Regions from separate parts of the Mus musculus genome. Here regions 2, 3, 4, 5 and 6 are each linked to region 1. A link is a contact called in public Hi-C and HiChIP or PLAC-seq data. All regions are on one chromosome and are shown on one strand. Each heading gives the region's core, a stretch centred on a gene start, on an enhancer-like site or on the middle of the called end of the contact. The rest is flanking DNA. Distances are from core to core; before and after follow the strand shown.

What was found. HiChIP or PLAC-seq counts read pairs in DNA pulled down with a chosen protein or histone mark. Hi-C and Micro-C count contacts between places; a contact is called where the count stands out from the background.
Region 2: a FOXA1 HiChIP or PLAC-seq map of pancreatic cancer cells shows a contact between it and region 1. The contact joins the promoter of Igf2bp2 here to the promoter of Rfc4 in region 1.
Region 3: an H3K4me3 HiChIP or PLAC-seq map of embryonic stem cells shows a contact between it and region 1, with 8 times the contacts expected there. The contact joins the enhancer-like site here to the promoter of Rfc4 in region 1. A contact is called at or near these places in 8 of 39 promoter capture datasets (3T3-L1-derived adipocytes, the HPC-7 cell line, embryonic stem cells and 5 more), 7 of 484 Hi-C or Micro-C datasets (the HL-1 cell line, cranial neural crest, embryonic fibroblasts and 3 more) and 4 of 115 datasets of contacts at active chromatin or transcription factors (astrocytes, embryonic forebrain, embryonic stem cells and 1 more).
Region 4: a CTCF HiChIP or PLAC-seq map of the NIH/3T3 cell line shows a contact between it and region 1, with 8 read pairs. The contact joins the enhancer-like site here to the promoter of Rfc4 in region 1. A contact is called at or near these places in 10 of 39 promoter capture datasets (the 3T3-L1 cell line, 3T3-L1-derived adipocytes, the C10 cell line and 6 more), 1 of 15 datasets of contacts at CTCF or cohesin (the NIH/3T3 cell line), 3 of 484 Hi-C or Micro-C datasets (the HPC-7 cell line, embryonic fibroblasts and muscle stem cells) and 4 of 115 datasets of contacts at active chromatin or transcription factors (astrocytes, embryonic stem cells, large pre-B cells and 1 more).
Region 5: an H3K27ac HiChIP or PLAC-seq map of embryonic stem cells shows a contact between it and region 1, with 4 times the contacts expected there. The contact joins the enhancer-like site here to the promoter of Rfc4 in region 1. A contact is called at or near these places in 4 of 39 promoter capture datasets (the C10 cell line, hippocampal neurons and neural stem cells), 1 of 484 Hi-C or Micro-C datasets (embryonic stem cells) and 2 of 115 datasets of contacts at active chromatin or transcription factors (both in embryonic stem cells).
Region 6: a Hi-C map of pre-B cells shows a contact between it and region 1, with 6 times the contacts expected there. The contact joins the enhancer-like site here to the promoter of Rfc4 in region 1. A contact is called at or near these places in 4 of 39 promoter capture datasets (the C10 cell line, cranial neural crest, embryonic stem cells and 1 more), 5 of 484 Hi-C or Micro-C datasets (the G1E-ER4 cell line, embryonic limb bud, embryonic stem cells and 2 more) and 3 of 115 datasets of contacts at active chromatin or transcription factors (double positive thymocytes, extraembryonic endoderm stem cells and pancreatic cancer cells).

Annotation. Positions count from the first base shown.
Region 1 is chr16:23,126,256-23,129,208 of GRCm38.p6, reverse strand. Rfc4 (replication factor C (activator 1) 4) reads left to right here and starts at 1,479. Exons shown (of 11, transcript NM_145480.1): 1 at 1,479-1,524; 2 at 1,668-1,809. The coding sequence starts at 1,679.
Region 2 is chr16:22,161,911-22,164,863 of GRCm38.p6, reverse strand. It overlaps Igf2bp2 (insulin-like growth factor 2 mRNA binding protein 2), which reads left to right and starts at 1,565. Exons shown (of 16, transcript NM_183029.2): 1 at 1,565-2,078. The coding sequence starts at 1,901.
Region 3 is chr16:23,952,093-23,955,045 of GRCm38.p6, reverse strand. No RefSeq gene overlaps it. Among named protein-coding and RNA genes, the nearest start is that of Rtp2, 23 kb to the right of the region's middle. Within about 2 kb of position 1,460, at least 17 of the 459 cell types and tissues checked have an H3K27ac peak or open chromatin away from gene starts, as enhancers often do.
Region 4 is chr16:23,896,850-23,899,802 of GRCm38.p6, reverse strand. No RefSeq gene overlaps it. Among named protein-coding and RNA genes, the nearest start is that of Sst, 7.5 kb to the right of the region's middle. Within about 2 kb of position 1,377, at least 58 of the 459 cell types and tissues checked have an H3K27ac peak or open chromatin away from gene starts, as enhancers often do. A contact at or near this core is called in the HPC-7 cell line, the NIH/3T3 cell line, embryonic fibroblasts and 1 more, where this site is marked.
Region 5 is chr16:22,410,526-22,413,478 of GRCm38.p6, reverse strand. Etv5 (ets variant 5) reads left to right here. Exons shown (of 13, transcript NM_023794.2): 6 at 505-634; 7 at 1,559-1,846. Among named protein-coding and RNA genes, the nearest start is that of Etv5, 28 kb to the left of the region's middle. Within about 2 kb of position 1,543, at least 25 of the 459 cell types and tissues checked have an H3K27ac peak or open chromatin away from gene starts, as enhancers often do. A contact at or near this core is called in embryonic stem cells, where this site is marked.
Region 6 is chr16:22,546,943-22,549,895 of GRCm38.p6, reverse strand. Dgkg (diacylglycerol kinase, gamma) reads left to right here. Exons shown (of 25, transcript NM_138650.2): 20 at 1,180-1,244. It overlaps Gm15651 (a long non-coding RNA gene), which reads right to left. Exons shown (of 3, transcript XR_384735.4): 1 at 1,316-2,953; 2 at 1-1,225. Among named protein-coding and RNA genes, the nearest start is that of Gm15651, 8.4 kb to the right of the region's middle. Within about 2 kb of position 1,380, at least 168 of the 459 cell types and tissues checked have an H3K27ac peak or open chromatin away from gene starts, as enhancers often do. A contact at or near this core is called in embryonic stem cells, extraembryonic endoderm stem cells, muscle stem cells and 2 more, where this site is marked.

The DNA.
Region 1 (2,953 bases), core at 230-2,729:
GAAAAGAACAAAGTCTCTTGTTATAGCATTAACCCTGGAATTACTGAGGACAACACCGGGGATTGATTACATTGAGGTTTTCCATCTGAGGTTTGGAGGAAGCAGAAACATTATGTCCACTAACCACAGACCTTATAAATACATAGTCCCAGACACCAGAGATTCTGACCTTGTAGGTCTGTTTTGGGACTGAAAGTGTACTTCTGCCAAACCCTGCACAGGCTTCTGATGAAATGCAGCCTTTTAGAATTTTGGTTCTAGAAAATGAGCACAATTAGACAAATTCTACTTCTGGTGGAAACAATGACATTTCATCCACTGTAGGGCAAAGGTTAGTTGAACCCCCTGAGGGCTCAGGGGTTCTATCCAGGAAGGGTGACTATCTTTCACTCCTGTGGCTGGCAAGTTCAGCTCCCAGCAATGCAGTTACTGGAGCAGTCGTCGCTGTTGGACTCGTGTGACAACCACCTCTGCTACCAAAGCTACACTAGGAACTTATTATGCTAACATGAGGACATCTAAGGGCAGAGGCTGGCTAAGAACTGAAAGATTCATTTGGACTAGTAAATCCTTCACAGGACAAGCTGTCTGCTGACAGTTGGTATATACTACAAAGCTTTCAAATTCTTTCTTTTTCGCTTGGTCCACCCCCCCCCCCCCCCAAGATGCTGGAACGCAAACTCCAGTCCTCTGGGAAAGCAGCAAGTCCTTTTAACTGATGAGTTTATCTCCTGCCCGATCACGAGGTTTTTGAGTGGGTCTCGGGAATTACAAAATGCCCATAGAAGATGGTCCTCCCTCCCTACAATAAGCTGATTTTACTGACTGTAAGACATCTGTCCCGGGCTGTGTGTGTTTAAGTATTCCGCTTGCGTGCAAGTACGTGCAGCACACGTATTCAGGGTCTGCAGCCCTGAAGGGAACGTTGGACCCCTGAACTGGAGTTCCAGTTGTGAGCCACCAGATGGCTATCAAAACCCCAAGTATCAAACCGAAGTCCTCCACAAAAGCAGTGAATGCTCTTAAACCGCTGAGCCTTCTCTCTAGCTTCACTTCTAAAAAGCAGTTTGCTCTGTGTCCTTGAATATCGGGGGCAGGGCAGTAGTTCGCACAGTGTCCCCTTCCGGCGAAGGGTCAAGTGAGCACGTCTTGGCCCTGACCTCCGGGCTGACGGACGATGGCAGCAAACCCAAGAAGCCACTGGCTTAATGAAAGCCTCTCCCAGCGTGGGCCCGCCCTAGGCCCGGTCCTTCGAGCAAAGCTTTCTCCTTAGGTCGGCTCCTCCCCGACCGCGCTCTGCAGTGTCTGCTGGGCCGAGGTCTGGCCGCGGAGTCTACACAGGATCACCTCCGCGGAACGCCCCAGATGCACCCAGAAGCCGAGCTTAGCCACCGCTAGCCAAAAAGGGAGCGCGTCACTGGCACCCGCGCGCCGGAAGTGACGTTATTGCGTGGCGCGCTCCCGCCATGCCTTTCGCCGCCGTTCTGTGGCGGGAACCGCGGTGCCAGGGGGACGGTGACGACTGTAAGTGATGGGTCTGAGTGTTCTCAGCCTTTTACAGGCTGGCGGGGACCGGGATGTGACCTCCGCCTTCCCTCTAGGCACAAAGTTAGGGGTCCTTTCAAGGGGAGCTGCCCCATAATGGTTTCTTTTTGTCTTATACCCAGGAGAAGAAGCCATGCAGGCATTTCTGAAAGGCACATCTGTCAGTGCCAAAGCACAACTGACCAAGGACCGGGGGACACCTGCCACTGCAGGAAGCAGTGGAGAAACCAAGAAAGTCAAACCAGTTCCTTGGGTGGAAAAATAGTAAGAACTGCTTGTACTTTTGTTGAAATAACTAATAAGTGCTAGTGGGGTTTTTTTTTTAATGTAAGGGGGACTTTGCTATATTTAGATCACACCTTTGAGGGGTAGGGGGACGCGGTATCACCCAATAATAAGTCTTAGTCCTTGGAGTGATACAGTAGTTGAATTTAATTCTTTAGTTATATAGATGACCTAAGATGTTTATAAAGTGTACAGTTTTAGAGCCCTACAGAAACGAAGAAAGCAATGTTTCTGTGAGCTGGCTATAAACACTTCCACTGAAATCTGACTTTTATCCTTGTATGTATATGGTGAAATTTGTTGGGATCTTGTTGTTGATGTTAAGTACCACTACATTGTCATTTGCTAGATGATACTAGAACCGTCAGCTACGTGGAACCTCTTTGATCACTAAGGATCTTCAGGTTATTTACAAGTCAAACAAGGTCCTCGTGTGTGTTATTTTGCTGTTTCAATATTATTGAGAAGTTCAAATATGAGTACTTCATCTATATCACCCCTCTTCCTGCCCCCAACTCATCCCATAGCCGTCCCCGCAGCAAAGCAAGTGGTGGTCCCATTCAGATCATCGGGCTTTGAAAGCTCGCACTTACCTGTTGGGAATCTCGCTAACCTTAATCTAGGCAAGCACTCTACCACTGTTCTATACTCCGGCCCATAGATCTATAGTTTTCACATGTTTAAAATTTATCGTTGAGGAAGGAGGATGCATGCCATCACAAGCATGCTTCGACTCCCAGGTGGAGTAAGTTCTTAGCTGCCCTGTGTATTCCGTGTGTCAAACTTGGATCATCAGACTTGGCAGTAAGTGCCTTTGCCTGCTGAGCCATCTTACCACTCCAAAACTACCTACCTACCTACCTATCTATCTATCTATGTGTGTATATGTATGCATGTGTGTGTATGTATGTGTGTGTATATATATATATGTATATGTATATATATATATATATATATATATATATATATAATTTTTTTTTTAACAAGGAGGTGGGGAAGGGAGGACCTAGGGTTCAGCTTCTCCAGTCAGACGGCTCTGGCTCCAAGCTCTCACATTTGCTCACTTTTATGCTGCCTCTCCTTTGGAGAAGCCTTCATCACCACGTGCCTGTCATACATCCTT
Region 2 (2,953 bases), core at 316-2,815, 960 kb after region 1:
CAGAGGCAGTGTAAAAGAGGGCTCCCCTCACCCCCGGAAACCTATGCTAAGAAAGAATCGGTCTACTGCATGTGCTGCTCTTCAGGGTAGCCATGGTTTGGCCACAAACACTTGACATGTTTGAAAATGTAATGCAACAACCAAAAAGGCTCCCTAACCTTTCAGCCAGGGAGAACACCAACCCGTGGTAATTCCTTGTCTTCTGTAGCCTGTAACTATGACTTACTGTGAATGGGCAAACATAGCCTTACAAAGATGACGGCCTAATTAGCAGCCTCCGTGTAAATAATCTGAAGGCGGCTTCCAGTCTGCCGTGAGTTGTGCAGCACTCACAAGTTGTTTTCACTGGCGAGCTTCTTCCACATTTTACTCAGGAAGCATCTATCCCTGGTTTATCTGTCAGTCTGGGCAACACTATCAAAGCCCTATTCCCAGTTCTAGAAGCAGTAAAGTCCAGAGAGGAAAATGTGTGGATAGTTGATGAAAGCTAGAATTGAGATGTCAGTAAATATCTAGATGAGAAAGAATCATCCATCACTTCCTTATCAAGACAAGTAATTAAGGACCGCTCCCCCTGTCCTGTCCACCCAGCTTTTAAGTTTCCCTGGGTAAAGAAATGGAAGCAGAGTGCAGTGTGTCACACATTACTCAGCTAGCCTTTTATGTCACCCTCACAAGGGGTGGTTGTTTTATTTTCTCTAGGGATAAAAGTTAGGCTCAGGGATGTTGGCACACTTTGGGGCATACTGCTGGATCTGAGTATAGAGGAGACAGACCCTATGGCCCATGGTGACTTCTCCACCCAGACATACCTCCCAACACGTAAGCCTTCTAAAAAACCAAGGAACACTTCCCGGATCACACAGAAGTCCAAAGCCATCTCACCTCAAAATCCCTCCGTTCTTTTCTGGAGCCCTTTATTTCTACGATTCCCACGGAGCCATGTGACTTAGATTGCCGCTTGGCAATCTGTCTGGCTCCTTCCCGGGAGAGGGACTAGGACCCTGCCTCTTCCGTCCTCCGCGTGGAAGGACAACTTTCTTCTCCAGTTCCTTCCCTCTCCAGTTCCTTCCAGAGTTCAGGGAACGCCTACCAAGCCTGGGACTGAAACCCGCCCCTCAGCCTGTGCATCGTCACCTCGGCCATCACCTGGCCTCGGGTCTGGCTCTCCTTTCTTGGTTGGGGAAACCGAGGCTCGGCGCCACGGTAACTTTACTAGAATACACGGTCTGGGGGAGGGGACCCGTGTGTTCCTCCGTCCTTTGACCACATGCGCCCCCTTCTTCCAAGAGCTTGGCTCGCAGCGAGTCTCTAGATCGGTGCGTGGCTCGGGACGCGCGAGGAAAGTTGTCAGCCCTAGCGTGCAGAGCTCTCCTCAAGGTGCACCTCACTCTGGCCCCGCGCCCACGTCGCGTCCACCTTGCACACACCCCGCCCACGTCCGCGCCCCTCACCTCCCGCGCGCCGCCTGGCTCCGCCGCTCCCGGCCCCGTTGGGGCCGCCGCCGCTTCCGCCCGCCGGGCGCGCAGCCTGGGAGCGCCGAGCCCTCGGAGCGCGCGGCGCGGGACGGGCAGGGCGCGCACTCTCGGCGGTGCACACGCCGCTCCAACTCTCAGGCGCGCGGGGTGCGTCCGCCCGCCGCCGCCGCCCCGGCACCGGGAGGCAGAGCAAGCGCTTTGTCCGCACGCCCGCTCGGGACTCTGCCCGGAGGAGGCAGCCGCGCCGAGTCCCCGCCTCCGCCTCTGCCCCCGGGCGGGCCGGGCCGGCCGCGGTGGGGGGAGCCAGGCTGAGGGCGAGGGTGGGGGCGGGGGCGGGCGCAGGAGGAGAGAGGAGGGCAGCGGAGGCGGCGGGAGCGCCGGGTGCCGGGCCGGGGGAGCCGCGGGCTCTCGGGAAGACGCGGATGATGAACAAGCTGTACATTGGGAACCTGAGCCCCGCCGTCACCGCCGACGACCTCCGGCAGCTCTTCGGGGACAGGAAGCTGCCCCTGGCGGGACAGGTCCTACTCAAGTCCGGCTACGCCTTCGTGGACTACCCCGACCAGAACTGGGCCATCCGCGCCATCGAGACCCTCTCGGGTGAGCACTCGGCGCAGCCCACGCCGCGCCTCGCCGGCTCGGGACGGCGGCAGCGGGGAGGCCGAGCCCCATGGGCCGCGCCCGCCGCGACTCCCGAGCCCTCACGCTCACTTTCACGCACCAGCCCCGCGACTCTCGCGGCGGGCTGGCTCCGGGATGGCCGGCTGCCCTGCCCCCACCGCGGGGGCTAACACAGACCCTTGGGCCTCAGAGTCGAGGCGACCCTGTGCCCCTCCGAGGGTCCCCAGGCTCGCTGGCTCCCTAGGAGCGCCCCTGGAGTGCCCAGCTGCTCTCCAGAGCTTCCCCCGCCCCCACCTTTGCAGAGTCCCCCGTTTTTCTTTTTCTAGACCCTTCTAGTACCCCCTTTGCCAGGGACCCCCCCAAATCCAGCATCTCTCCTCCTAGCCAGACCTTCCTTCTTCCCATGCCTCGTGCCAAAGACCTCTCGCCCTCTGTCGTCTCCCAAGCCGCACTCTCCTTTTGAGACCCCCTCTTGTCTTCTGGCCCCCCACTTTCGGCATCTCCTCGACTTCACCTACTGAACCCTTCGAGGTCTTGGGGTTTTTCCCCACCTGGCCCTTGTCGGACCGCACATCTCCCTCGGTCCTTTCCCGAAGCTCAGTTCCCTCTCTCTGGTCTCGGAAGCGCTCCTATTTTTCCCTGAATTTTTTGTCCGATTTTATTGAGAAGAACTCGGGGCTGGGGGCTTTCCGCCTCCCGTCTCCCCGCCTCCTGCTCGGCCAGGAGCACCTTTTTACGAGGTACCCTGTCTCAACTCGGTGGGGGCCCGGGCTGAGAACCGGGAAAGAGGCGACCGGGGGGCCCGCGAGCGCGCTGGAGCCCGGACGGGAGTCGGAGCGCGACACTCGCCCGCG
Region 3 (2,953 bases), core at 211-2,710, 830 kb before region 1:
GGCTGCACCCCCCAACTCAGCCCTTTTAACATTCATTTCATTTTCTTTATTTTTATTTTATTTTATGGCAGTGAGACAATTCAATGCCCCACCTGCTTATGCTGCTATTATTTCTGCCTGGCACACATGACCCATAGTCACACAGAAAGATACACAATGTCTAACACAAGAGTACTGCATCTCTGCCTGGCTCATAATGTTCTCTGCTTACCCCTTCTTAACTCACGGCAGACCTGGCCCAATGTGGACCCAGCAATGGTAGTGCGTTTAAGGATTTCAGATGTATCCCGTCATCCACTGTCGCGTCCGCTCTCGACCAGCAAGAACGACACGACCACCAGTTCTTCTAACAGCAGTTTATTCAGCAAGCTTCAGTCATCATCTCTCGCTTCATCTTTTTCTCCCCTGAACCCCGGGCCTCTCACTCTTATATACTCTCAGTCCCCATTCACTCATGGCAGGCCACATCACCTCACCAGGCACACAGCTTCAGCCAATCAGGGTGGCAGGGGCGCGTCTCCACCAAATATGGACTTGTTTACACCGCCAGCATCATGGTGCACCTGCGCAGCTTTCACAATGGTCATGGCAATTTTCAGGTGTATGAGGAAGTCAGGTGCAAGTCATAAGAATTAGCTGCTGCCACACCCGCTCCTCACAATCCACTTGTTTTTGAGGTAGCTATCACTTTTTATCTTATCCTGCCCTCAAACTCACAGCAATATTTGGGCCTCAGCTCCTCAGTGCTGATATTACAGGCATGGAACACCACTCCCAACTCTCTGCTTGGTCTTTACTTGTATTTTATTTGTTTTTTACTCTCATAGATGTGTGCTGTATTTACAACATTTCCTCTTTCCTCTCCTCTGTCCAAGCTTCCTATACCCTGCCACTCTCAAATTCATAACATCTTATTTCCTTTATCATTCTTACACACACACACACACACACACACACACACACACACACACACGTATAAACACAGCAATGTTGTTCTTCTGTGTATGTTTGTATGGCTGATGACTTGGCATAGGATAACCAATTGGGATTACCAATTCATCCTAGGCTGATTTTCCCAGTTTTAGCAACTCTTGGCTTCCCATTTTGAGACTAGTTTTACTTGTGTAGTCTGGAGAATGGCCACAAGGTGGCAGTGTAGGACAAGCAGTGGCTATTTTGCCCCCCCCCCCTTCCCCACTTCCCCAGTGTAAATCAGGCCCAGCTGTGTTTTGGAATTGTTCTCCCTCGAACCCCTTTGTCTTCTTGTAGCTCATTCACCCCAAGTGACTAGTGGTTCATGGGGTGCGATTTAAGGTCCCACTTGAGAGCGTAAATTTCCACTCTGGCTGTCTTTGAATTGTAGGTTTCTAGTTTTCCTTGATAAACGTGGAAGTCCTGTCCCAGTTCTCAGCCAAAGGAGGCCATTCTCTACTAGAGCCCTTCAAATAATACTGCTAATGAGCATAGTGCTCTTTCTAGGTCAGCGAAGCACTGTCGGATCCAAGAGCTTTGATCCTCATCACAATCTTGCTGGCTAAAAAAAAACAAGACAAGAAAACCCCACCTTATCTGACAGGAGCAAATGGAGATTGGAAGGAGCTAAGAACGCTGGGCTGGGTGATGGCCAACCTTGGGCCCCAGGGGGCAGAGCCACTCCTTGGAACACCGTGCCCCTGTTTCTGCACAGTCCTGGGCACAGCTTTTCTATTGTACAGCATAGCTTAAGATAATGGAGCCTCTCAGAATTGAAAGGTTTTGGGGAGTGATAGTGCGAACTCTGGATGGAGTCAGAGCGGAAGCCCCCAGGAACACCCAGAATTCACCAGCTTTACGGTTACCAAGGCTGTGGAACTGGCACACCTCTATTGCTACCCTTCAGTGATGGCCAGAAGTGCTCCCAAGAATCATTCAGACCATGCCCCGGGCTGTGGGTGGCTGTAGAGACTTAGCAAATCTTTGCTGCGGATCGTGCACATGGTCCTAGCTCAAGATCTCCACTGTTGACCAGCTTCAGGCGTTGCTGGGGAAGTTTGTTGTCCTCAGGCTTGGGTTTCTAGCTGCAGCCTAGAAGACCACACTGGCGATTTCCAGAACAAGCTCCCTCCCCTACGTGCTGGCTGTCAAAGTTTCTTTTCTGTTGCTGTAATGAAATACTCTACAGAAGAAACTTAATGGACAAGACGTTTGCTCTTTCTCACACTTCCAGGGTACAGTCCACTGTGGCAAGAACTAGAAGCAACTGTTAAGATCACATCTGCACTCAGGAAGCAAAGAGGGGCCCTTGAATGCAGGCTGCTAGGGAATGGTGCCACCTACAGTGTGTGTGTGTGTGTGTGTGTGTGTGTGTGTGTGTGTGTGTGTGTGTGAATAGTGCCACCTACAGTGAGTGTGTGTGCATGTGTGTGTGTGCATGGTGCCACCTACAGTGTGTGTGTGAATGCCACCTACAGTGTGCATGTGTGTGTGAATAGTGCCACCGACAGTGAGTGAGTGTGTGTGTGTGAATGGTGCCACATGCAGTGTGTGTGTACATGTGTGCATGTGTGTATGAATGGTGTCACCTGCAGTGTGTGTGTGTGCATGTGTGTGTGAATGGTGCCACGTACAGTGAGTGTGTATGTGAATGGTACCACCTACAGTGTGTGTGTGTGTGTGTGTGTGTGTGTGTGTGTGTAGGGCCTTCTCAGTGCAATTAATGACATGAAGACATTCCCCCACAGGCACGCCCAAAGGTCCATCTCCTAGGCGATTCTAGGGTCTGTAAATTGACTCTGATGCCCCATCTAAGTGGGTGGACTCTGAGACAAGGGGCTGTGCTCACTGGAGTGCTCAGGAAATGTCAATCACTCACTGAGACCACAGAGCTCCAGCTGCTGAAAGGCAGCTCTCTCATCTCTTGCTCCTGGATCAGCTACTCAGGACTGGATTCTTCTCTGGCCATTGCTTCTGATGC
Region 4 (2,953 bases), core at 128-2,627, 770 kb before region 1:
TCAGATGGCTGTCGGGAGGGGGAGTAGGGTTGCCCTATGTGACAGTGGTAAGATTAGCCTCCAGAGTCCCTGGCACAGCCTACTCTTTGGGAGAGAGCACTTGGAGGTCTGAGCTTGGCTCTAGGAATGCAGTGGAGGTGGGCCGGAATCATGATCCCAGTGTAGTGTAGATCTTACACAGCTCTCTGGGCCGCTCTGAGCCAGGGGGAAAGCAGAGAGCTAGGCTTAGTGTTTGTATTCCCCACGGCTGCCATTATGTACCACAAAGTTAGAGAGGTTAGGATGGAGACACGAATTTGAGGAGAAGGGTACTACTCAGTTTACTACAGCCAGTAAACTGCGTTTCGGTAAGCAGAGAGCCAGGGAGCTCTGTGATGAGCTTGTCCTAAAAGGGTGGAAGAGAAGAGGTCAGAACCAGGTCCCAAAGTGGTGGACTGGCTGCTGCCAGAGACCCCATCAGGACTGAGTAGCTGCAGGGGAAGCTTTGAGCCTGGAACTCCAGTGGCCCAGCTTTCTGCAGTGTGGGGGATTCAGCCCCCGCAGTCACACATTTCTTCATTGAAGATTAAACTGGAAGCATCCTAATCCATTGTAAATGCTTAAAAGAAGCTATTTGAGAACTATATGCTAGCGAGCACTAGCGAGAGAGGGTTGCAGGTCAGGAAGGGTCCTTGGTTCTTAGGATGGGGCAAGACTGCGAGCTCTGAAAGCGCCGGTTAGGCAGTGGAAAGAAGAGCCACAAGGGGGCGCGCCCAATACACAAGATCCCTTTCCCTCCTCCAGAGATGTGAGCTCTGTGGATCTCAAGGTGAGAAGGCAGCAGCTTCTTCGAAATGTGTCATTGACTGTAAACAGGTCTGTACTGGAGCGTTCAAACCTAATGCAGGAGGAGACTGAGTTCCAGAACGATCGATTACCTTTTAAGTTTGTTCTCCTTTCCAGTTCTCGTTCTTAGGAAACTTTCTGGCATCAATTAGGCGGCATTCCTGAAGGACATGTGCTTCTTCTGTCTTGGCCGTCCCTGTGCAAAGAGCCCTAAACCTATTTGGGAAGGCCAGAGGGAATAACACTGCATTTAGAAATGGTTGGTTGTCCCTTTTAGTAATCTTTTTATTTCATGGTTCAGTGAAAAAGAAAATTCGCGTTATTGGTTAAACCTTGTTTGGCTGCCTAGCACAGACTATGACTCGAAGTGTTCAAAAACTGCAAGTTTGAAGGAAGAATTGATGTTGCGTGTTTCTGTGTGCCTCCTGCATCGAGCACCTTGCCTATGACATTGAGAACGTTTTAAAGTGAAACAATGAAGAAAACCTGCCCTGGGCTTTTAAGACGGCTGTCTGCTATCGGTGGAGCCAGCAGAGGGCAGAGGAGCTCAGTTTAACAGTTGGATCCTCTCCTCTGAGAGCAGCCCGAGACAGCACAGCAGGTCTGGCTGGATTTATGAGATTAGGAAACACCCAAAAGGACACAGACACAGCAGGAAAGCCTGGAGGAGCAATTTCCACATCTCTGCCCGTTAATCACCAAAGCTTCTCCCATCGGGTAATACCCTTGTCAGGAAACTAGGCTCTGCTCTAGGCAGCTGTGGGTCCGCAGAGAAAAGAACGGGAGCTACCATGAGCGCATCTTGGTCCTCGACCACTCGGGAAGGGAGCCAAGGATGAGTGCAGTACTTGTCACCAGGAAAGACTGCAGAGCCCAGTGATATCAGGTTCTGAATAGCGAAAGCCAGGCAGCCCCCAGAGGCTTGCTTGGTTTCAGTTTTCCTGTATGTAAATCGAGGTGCTTTTTAAGGCTCTGGTCTATAGGCTAGGGCACATTTCTGACCCCATCCCTGCCTCTGCCCTCAACTCTTAGAGAAAGAAGTATTGAGAAATCCAATGAGCAGGCACTCTGGACTCACAAAGTCACACCCATGAGAGAAAGGGAGAAAGAGCAGAGATGTGATGGAGAGAGGAAGAGACAAGGAGATTCAGGAAAGCAGCAAGCAAGCTGGGAGAAGAGATTGCCAGGGAAAACAGCAAGGAGGCAGAGGTGGCCATGAAGAGGAGGAAAGCACAGGGAGGAAAAGACAAACATGGATGAGAGAAGGGAGCAAGCAGAGGAAGACAGCCCAGCCGGGCAGGGGACAGGGCTGGGCAGTGGCCTGTGACCACAGATTTCCAGGGTGGCGAAATCCCCGCTTGATGACAAGCTTTGAATGCGAGCCAGACTTATATCAGGGCTGCCACTGTGGTGCCCAGACAGTCCCCTCGTGAAGCCAAGATCAAGAATCAGGCTCAGATTTGAATGTGAGAAAGCTAAAGCTGATTTAATTGGGCCCTTTGTGTTCATATGGCTTCTATCAGTCTGTCTCAGTGTGGAGGACTCCAAATCACGGTGAGGATGTTGTCTGGCAACTGTGCGGAGGAGGAGGAGGAGGAGGAGGAGGAGGAGGAGGAGGAGGAGGAGGAGGAAGCAGTGATACCTAGTGGGATTCTTCAGACCCACTGATGGAAGGCTCTGGCTAAGACTATTCCTCCTTGCTGACTGCACTGGGAAAATTCTTGGAATACCTCAGTGTTAAGCCTCTGAAAGTAGCAAGGCAGGTGGGAAGGCTCTACCACATGTCAGGGAGACACAGACCTTGGCTTGGTTTCATTCCACAGGGACGTCTTGAGCAGACCTGAGAGAAACAAGTGAAGGTTTCCAGAGGGACCAGTGAGCCCACAAAGAGAAGCTCCGTAGATGACAGGCAAGGAGATCTCTTCCTGGCCCCTCCCTCTAAGAGGATGGGTTGGATGAAGTAGCAGAGGTTGCCCTGATCTAGCCCAGCTCCGGAGGAGCTGTGGAATGGGAGCCCCTGTCTGGCTGACATTAACACACTCAGTCAACCATGAAACCCAACCCAGACCTGGCTTAGAATCAGCTTTGCCGGTTGATGATGCTTTCTGCCCAGACCTCTCAGTAACTA
Region 5 (2,953 bases), core at 294-2,793, 720 kb after region 1:
GCTGTGGCAACACTTTTCTCTTTGCCCCACACCCAACCCAAAGACAGGGTTTCTCCTCATAGCCCTGGCTGTTCTAGAACTCACTCTATAAACCAGGCTAGTCTCACACTCAGAGAAATCCACCTGCCTCTGCCTCCCAAGTGCTGGGATTAAAGGCACGTGCCACCACTGCCCAGCACCTTTGGGGTTTTTCAAGTCTTCAGAAACTGGGAAACAAGACTCATGATTAAAGAAATTGGGCTGGGAGGGCCCTCATTTAAAATGTCCTGGGGTGATTTTTAAGGAGTTCACTATGTATCTCAGGCTAGCCACAAGCTCACCCTAAGCGCTTAGGTTGCAAGCATTCCGCTGAGGGACCTTAATCGGTTTTTAACAAAAGGTTGCATATTTAGGTGGGGCGGGTTTTCTTGACCTTGAGCTGTAAGAGCTACCTGCTGGGGAAGTTTGTGGGAAGAAGAGTGATTTAGTGAATAAATGCTGTCCCCCCCCCCCTTCTGATTTCAGTGGTGCTTCATGCTCCACCTCCCACCAAGATCAAACGGGAGCTGCACAGCCCCTCCTCCGAGTTGTCGTCCTGTAGCCACGAGCAGGCTCTTGGTGCTAAGTATGGAGAAAAGTGCCTCTACAACTATTGGTAAGGATTGGAGTGGAGACCTAGGGTGGCGGGGGTGGGTGGATGGCATGGAGAGCCTTGCAGAAAAAGGCTCTGGGCACAGCATCAGAAGTATCTATCAGGCCCTAGGGCAGAGCGTCGCCGCCCTGTGGTGTAAGCTTCTAGGTCTAGCTCATTCCACTGAGCCCATTTTATGCTATGCATGAAAGGCAAAACTTTCATTAAAATGCCATGGCTCCACAGGGAGCCATAGACATCCCCGCTAAGGCAAGAGCCTGGAACGCTGGGCCATCAGATCTGTGGCTTTGAGGCAGGTGATATACAGTCTTCCCGTCTATCATATATGTTAATGTGAACTTTTAGGCGGCAAGGAAATAATCTTAAAATCAGAATAAACAAAAAAGGCCCCCATGCTTGTGCCCTTTACTTAAGAATATCCAGGCCTCAGGAATGAGGCTTGAATTTTAATCATTCTTTGCACTTAAAGGTAAACGCAGATCTTCCTGGAACCAGTGAAGGCTTGTTTAATTTAAGCACTGTTACCTTCCACAAAGATTTTTGACCAATTTATAGGAACCCTGGAATATTTTGGAGAGGGGACCAGAGAAGGCCCATAAATTCCCAGCCTCACCCATACACCCCTGCACACACACACACACACACACACACACACAGATCTTTTAGAAGGAGGGAAAAAGGAAACCGGAAGCAGAAGCTAAAATTATCTTGGAGAAAAATCACAAGAAGTGTTAAACAAGTCCTTTGACGCCCCGCGTTTGTCACATTACCGAGGTACAAATATTCCCCTGGGCTGTAGCGATTTCACCGTGTTAATGACGTCATTTCCTGGCAACAATGGGCTGCAAACTGGTTTTCTGCTGGGCCTGGTTACTATGCAAATGCCTCCCTGGAGTTTAATGGATCCTTCTGTCTGTCTCTTTACAGTGCCTACGATAGGAAGCCTCCCTCTGGGTTCAAGCCATTAACCCCGCCCGCCACTCCTCTGTCACCCACCCATCAGAATTCCCTATTTCCCCCACCTCAGGCAACTCTGCCCACCTCAGGTCTCACCCCTGGAGCTGGCCCAGTTCAAGGGGTGGGTCCTGCCCCGACTCCTCACTCACTTCCAGAACCTGGATCACAGCAACAAACATTTGCGGTCCCCCGGCCACCACATCAGCCCCTGCAAATGCCAAAGATGATGCCTGAAAGCCAGTATCCATCAGAACAGAGGTGGGTACCACTCTGAACTAACTTACTCTCTCATGTCCTTTTCTCATCGGGAGAGAGAAGCAGTTAGTCATGTTGGCCAGGTACCTAGAAAGTTCCTACTCCACTAACGCCACTGACACATCAGTGAAGTGAGACTGCAGATGTACTGTGGGTATGGGCTAGTTATATAGCACCCTGTTCAGGAGGTTCTCAGAATGGTTTCTAGGATTGTAACCTCCTTAGGAAGCCTGGGTGGAGGGATGGCTTGCCCAGATGCACAGTCAACCCACCAATTTCTGGGCTCCTCATGAGATACAGCCTGTAAAACTGAGCTTTAGTTTACGCTGCTCCTAATCATGGTATTATTATTATTATTCTACTTGCATTCTGGGAAGAGTCTGAGTTATGGGAGCCATTATTATTCACATTTTAGCATAGTGAACTAAGAATGTTAGTAATAACATCTGCTTTTTTGAGGTAGAAACTTCCCGGTTTCCCTGTAGGTTGGTTTATATTTCTAACAGTTGAAACATCATGGTTATCTGGAGTCCTCCTTCATCAAAAGTAAAGGTAGAGAGGGATTCGGTTTTCTATGTTCATTGTGATAGTCTGGAAATGCGGCCAGGTGTGGACTTACTCATTGCGTGTCAGCTGTTCCTCATCTGTGTTGATAGTGAGATATGGTGACTGATCATGGTGTTAGTAGGATGGGAACCACCTCTCTGTAGGTGAGAGTGGGGGCCTGGAGAAGAGAAGGGCCAGATGGTTCTACCCAGGGTCTGTCTGGAGGTTATTTTGCTTGGTTATGGTCCTGTCCCCACTTTGTCTAACCTGCATGATATAGCTGGCTCATGGTCTTTTCCACGGTCAAGCCAAGAACCACAGAACAGCAATTGTGCTATATAGGGCCCCAGAGGTGATCACCATTTTGGGGGGTATCTGAGATTTGTAACGTGGCAGGGACATTGGTTCATGAGTTTCTCTTGCCACCGAGGGCGCATCTAAAAAAAACAAAAAAACAAAAAAAAATCAAACAGCTGCCACTAGGCTTTGGCAGTATCATATATATTCATAACCTTGTTCTTTTTCAAGAGAATTGATATTTTTATGGAAAAAAAAAACTACCAA
Region 6 (2,953 bases), core at 131-2,630, 580 kb after region 1:
AGGGATACCCCAGCATCCCCAGAGATTTCTGATTGGCTGCTGCAGTCACTTCTGGGCAAATCTAAATCAGCTCCTTGTTTCTGGGCTGTCCTGTCTCCAACCAATTAGTTAGTTAATTTCGAGTGTTCAGCATCTGCCTCCACAGTGCTCGATTGGGACTGTGTGATAAGGGGGCAGTACACACTCTTCTGCTGGGCTCGTTAGGAGGTGCAGGAGGCTAAGAGTGAAGAACCGAGTTCAGCTTGGATCCTATTCTGGCCTATAGGTCCTGGAGCCCCACCATGTCAACACCAGTCACAACCATGAGCACTCACAGATAGCTGTAATGGGAGTGTGGGATGCAGATAGGACTCTGGGCTGGACTCTGGTTCCAACCTGAGAAATGGGACACCCAGAAACACAGTGTCATGGAGCGTCGTGGTGAGTTCTGTGGTACAGATAGCCAGCCATGCAGCCAAAGTGGGGGGTGGGGCAACAGATTGGATAGGAAAGGATCAAGATTGTCGCTAGCTTCAGAGGCAGTCCTGTGGATAGAATGATTAATAGGCAGAAGTTAGACGTTTAATACACTTTTGTTGTCTGCTAAACGCACTATCCAGTACTATTGTTAATTGTTTTGGGTGAAACAGACAACAAAGAGTTAATACCAGCGACAGCTTTGGGTTTGATAATGTGCTGTTATATAAGATGTTATCATCGCTGGACGCTGGGTGAGTGGGACATGAGAAAAAGTACTATTTTTGCAACTTCTCATGAAATAGTCCTCACTTTATGTCACCACCCATCACCACACCACACCACACCACACCACACCACACCACACCACACCACACCTCACCACACCTCACCCACTCCTCACTGGCTTCTGGCTTCACCTGAGGAGAGCCCCTCACTCTTCTCTTTAGAGCCTGCTCTTGCCTGTGTTTACAAAGGCTGAACTGTGGCCACTCACTGGGCTTGAGATACTGTGATGAGTGCCAGGCTCTGAGGCAACCAAGTGAGGCTCTCAAAGGACGGAGTGGTGGCACTAGCTTACGCCTGGACGCGGTGCTGTGCCCCTATGATTTGGAGTCTCTGGAATCTGGGCCTTCCAGGGGCATATATGTGTGTCTTCCCACCATACCTCATGGCCACAATCACTAACCAGGCTTTTCTTGCCTTCTTTTCTTCCGTTTCCAGGATGCTTCAATTGCACACAGATTCCATATGATGAGAGAGAAACACCCTGAAAAATTCAACAGCAGGTAAGCGAGCTCGCTGGCTGCCGTGGTGGCACCCCGCCTGCCCGGCACTGCAGCCAGTGCGGGCCTCCCACCTGCTACCACGGAAATGTCCTTGGCCTGGGTCGACCGCCAGGGGACTTCGCTTTCCTGCCACGTTGCCGGAAGGAGGGTTTCCATTTCTAAGAAGGAAAAAAAAAAAAAAATGTCAGAAACCTGCCACAGCCTAGCTGCCGGTCCCCTCCCGCAGGAACTGAACAGAGGGAGGGGTCTGGGACGGCATGAGTGGCAGGGAGCCTGCCTTTGGCCTCCTGGAACCCCTCCAGGAACTTAGAGGTTTCCTCTCAAAAGCCAGCGTCTCGCAGGGGATTGGGGGAGCGAAAGGCTCTGCTAGGGTCTTAGACCCGAGAAGGTGCCAGGCACTCTCCTGGACAGCAGAGGGCAGCAGTGAGGTCCCTACAATGCTGTGACCATCGAGGGCATCACAGCGGCTTCCTATTGGCTCCTGCATGCCTGGAGATTGGGTTCAAACTGGAAAGAAAAGAGAAAACCAAATCCATTGCAAGAGAACCCAAATCTGTCTTGCAAAGCGAATGAAATTTACCAGAACCGCGAGGTAACTGGCAAACAATTACCATGGAGTTGTCCATTTTCCTTTTCTTGCTCATTTCTCTCTCTTCTATGACGCTATCGTCTTTGTTGTACTGATTTGAAGATCATGCCTGGATTCCACGCCTAGCCCCAGGCAGGTGGGCAGCAGTGGGATAATGACTTGGGCTTGATCTTTGAACCTCACGGGTTGCTATTGCGTGAGGCCGCAGAATTCTCCTCAAAGCAGAAGTTCGGGTGTTATTTGAGGACATTTCCCTACCAGCTCAGCCCCTGACTCCACAGCCTGGGAGCTATACCAGGAAGAGGCTGAGAACAGTGAGGTAATGTCAAACCCGGATCTAACAGCATCTGAACTGTATTAGGGTGACATTCGGTCTCACTCAGACCCTGGACCCACAGCATACTACAAACATGTCTTGCCAGCCCTTGTTGTCTATAGTCACCAATGGGCAATGACAACCCTTCCTCCACCTCATCACCCCCGGGCATGCATGCAACCACTATTTTTAAACCACTATCATATTTTATTAAAGTATTTACATGGAAGAGTCCTATTTACACTGGGAAAGTAGGCAAGCTTTAAGATGTTTAAAAGTCAAATACAAATTTGTTAATGACAAGAAAAGATGACAGGCATAAAACCCAAGTTCAGTTGTGCCCAAAGCTTTGAGATCATTGGTATTGTGACTATTGAGAGTCTGCACCCTTAGCAGGCATGTGGTGTAGGCTCAGAGATAAGTAGGTGCCAGAAGGAACCTTTCTCAAGAGACCAGATCTCCTGACAATAGGTAGTTTACGTGCTGGTTTCGAAGCTTCTTGTTTCGCCTCTTCAAGTCTTTTTCTGAGGTGACCTTGAGCTCCATTGATGGGCCAGGCAGCATGGAGTGGTGGCCTTTTGAGAATAACCACTTTGGGGGATTTCTCTTTGTGTCCCAACTCTGGGCCAGCTCGTTTCTTCCTTGATGTTCAAGGATGCTGTGTCCATAGGCTCCCCTTCTCCGCTGTCTGAGGACCTGGCCTGGCACGCTGCTGTTGTTACTAAGCTGTTTCAGGACCGCCCGCCCAGCTTGGTCCTCTTGGTGCCTGGACAGTCCTTCCCTTTAGAAGTGGTGCTCATACGG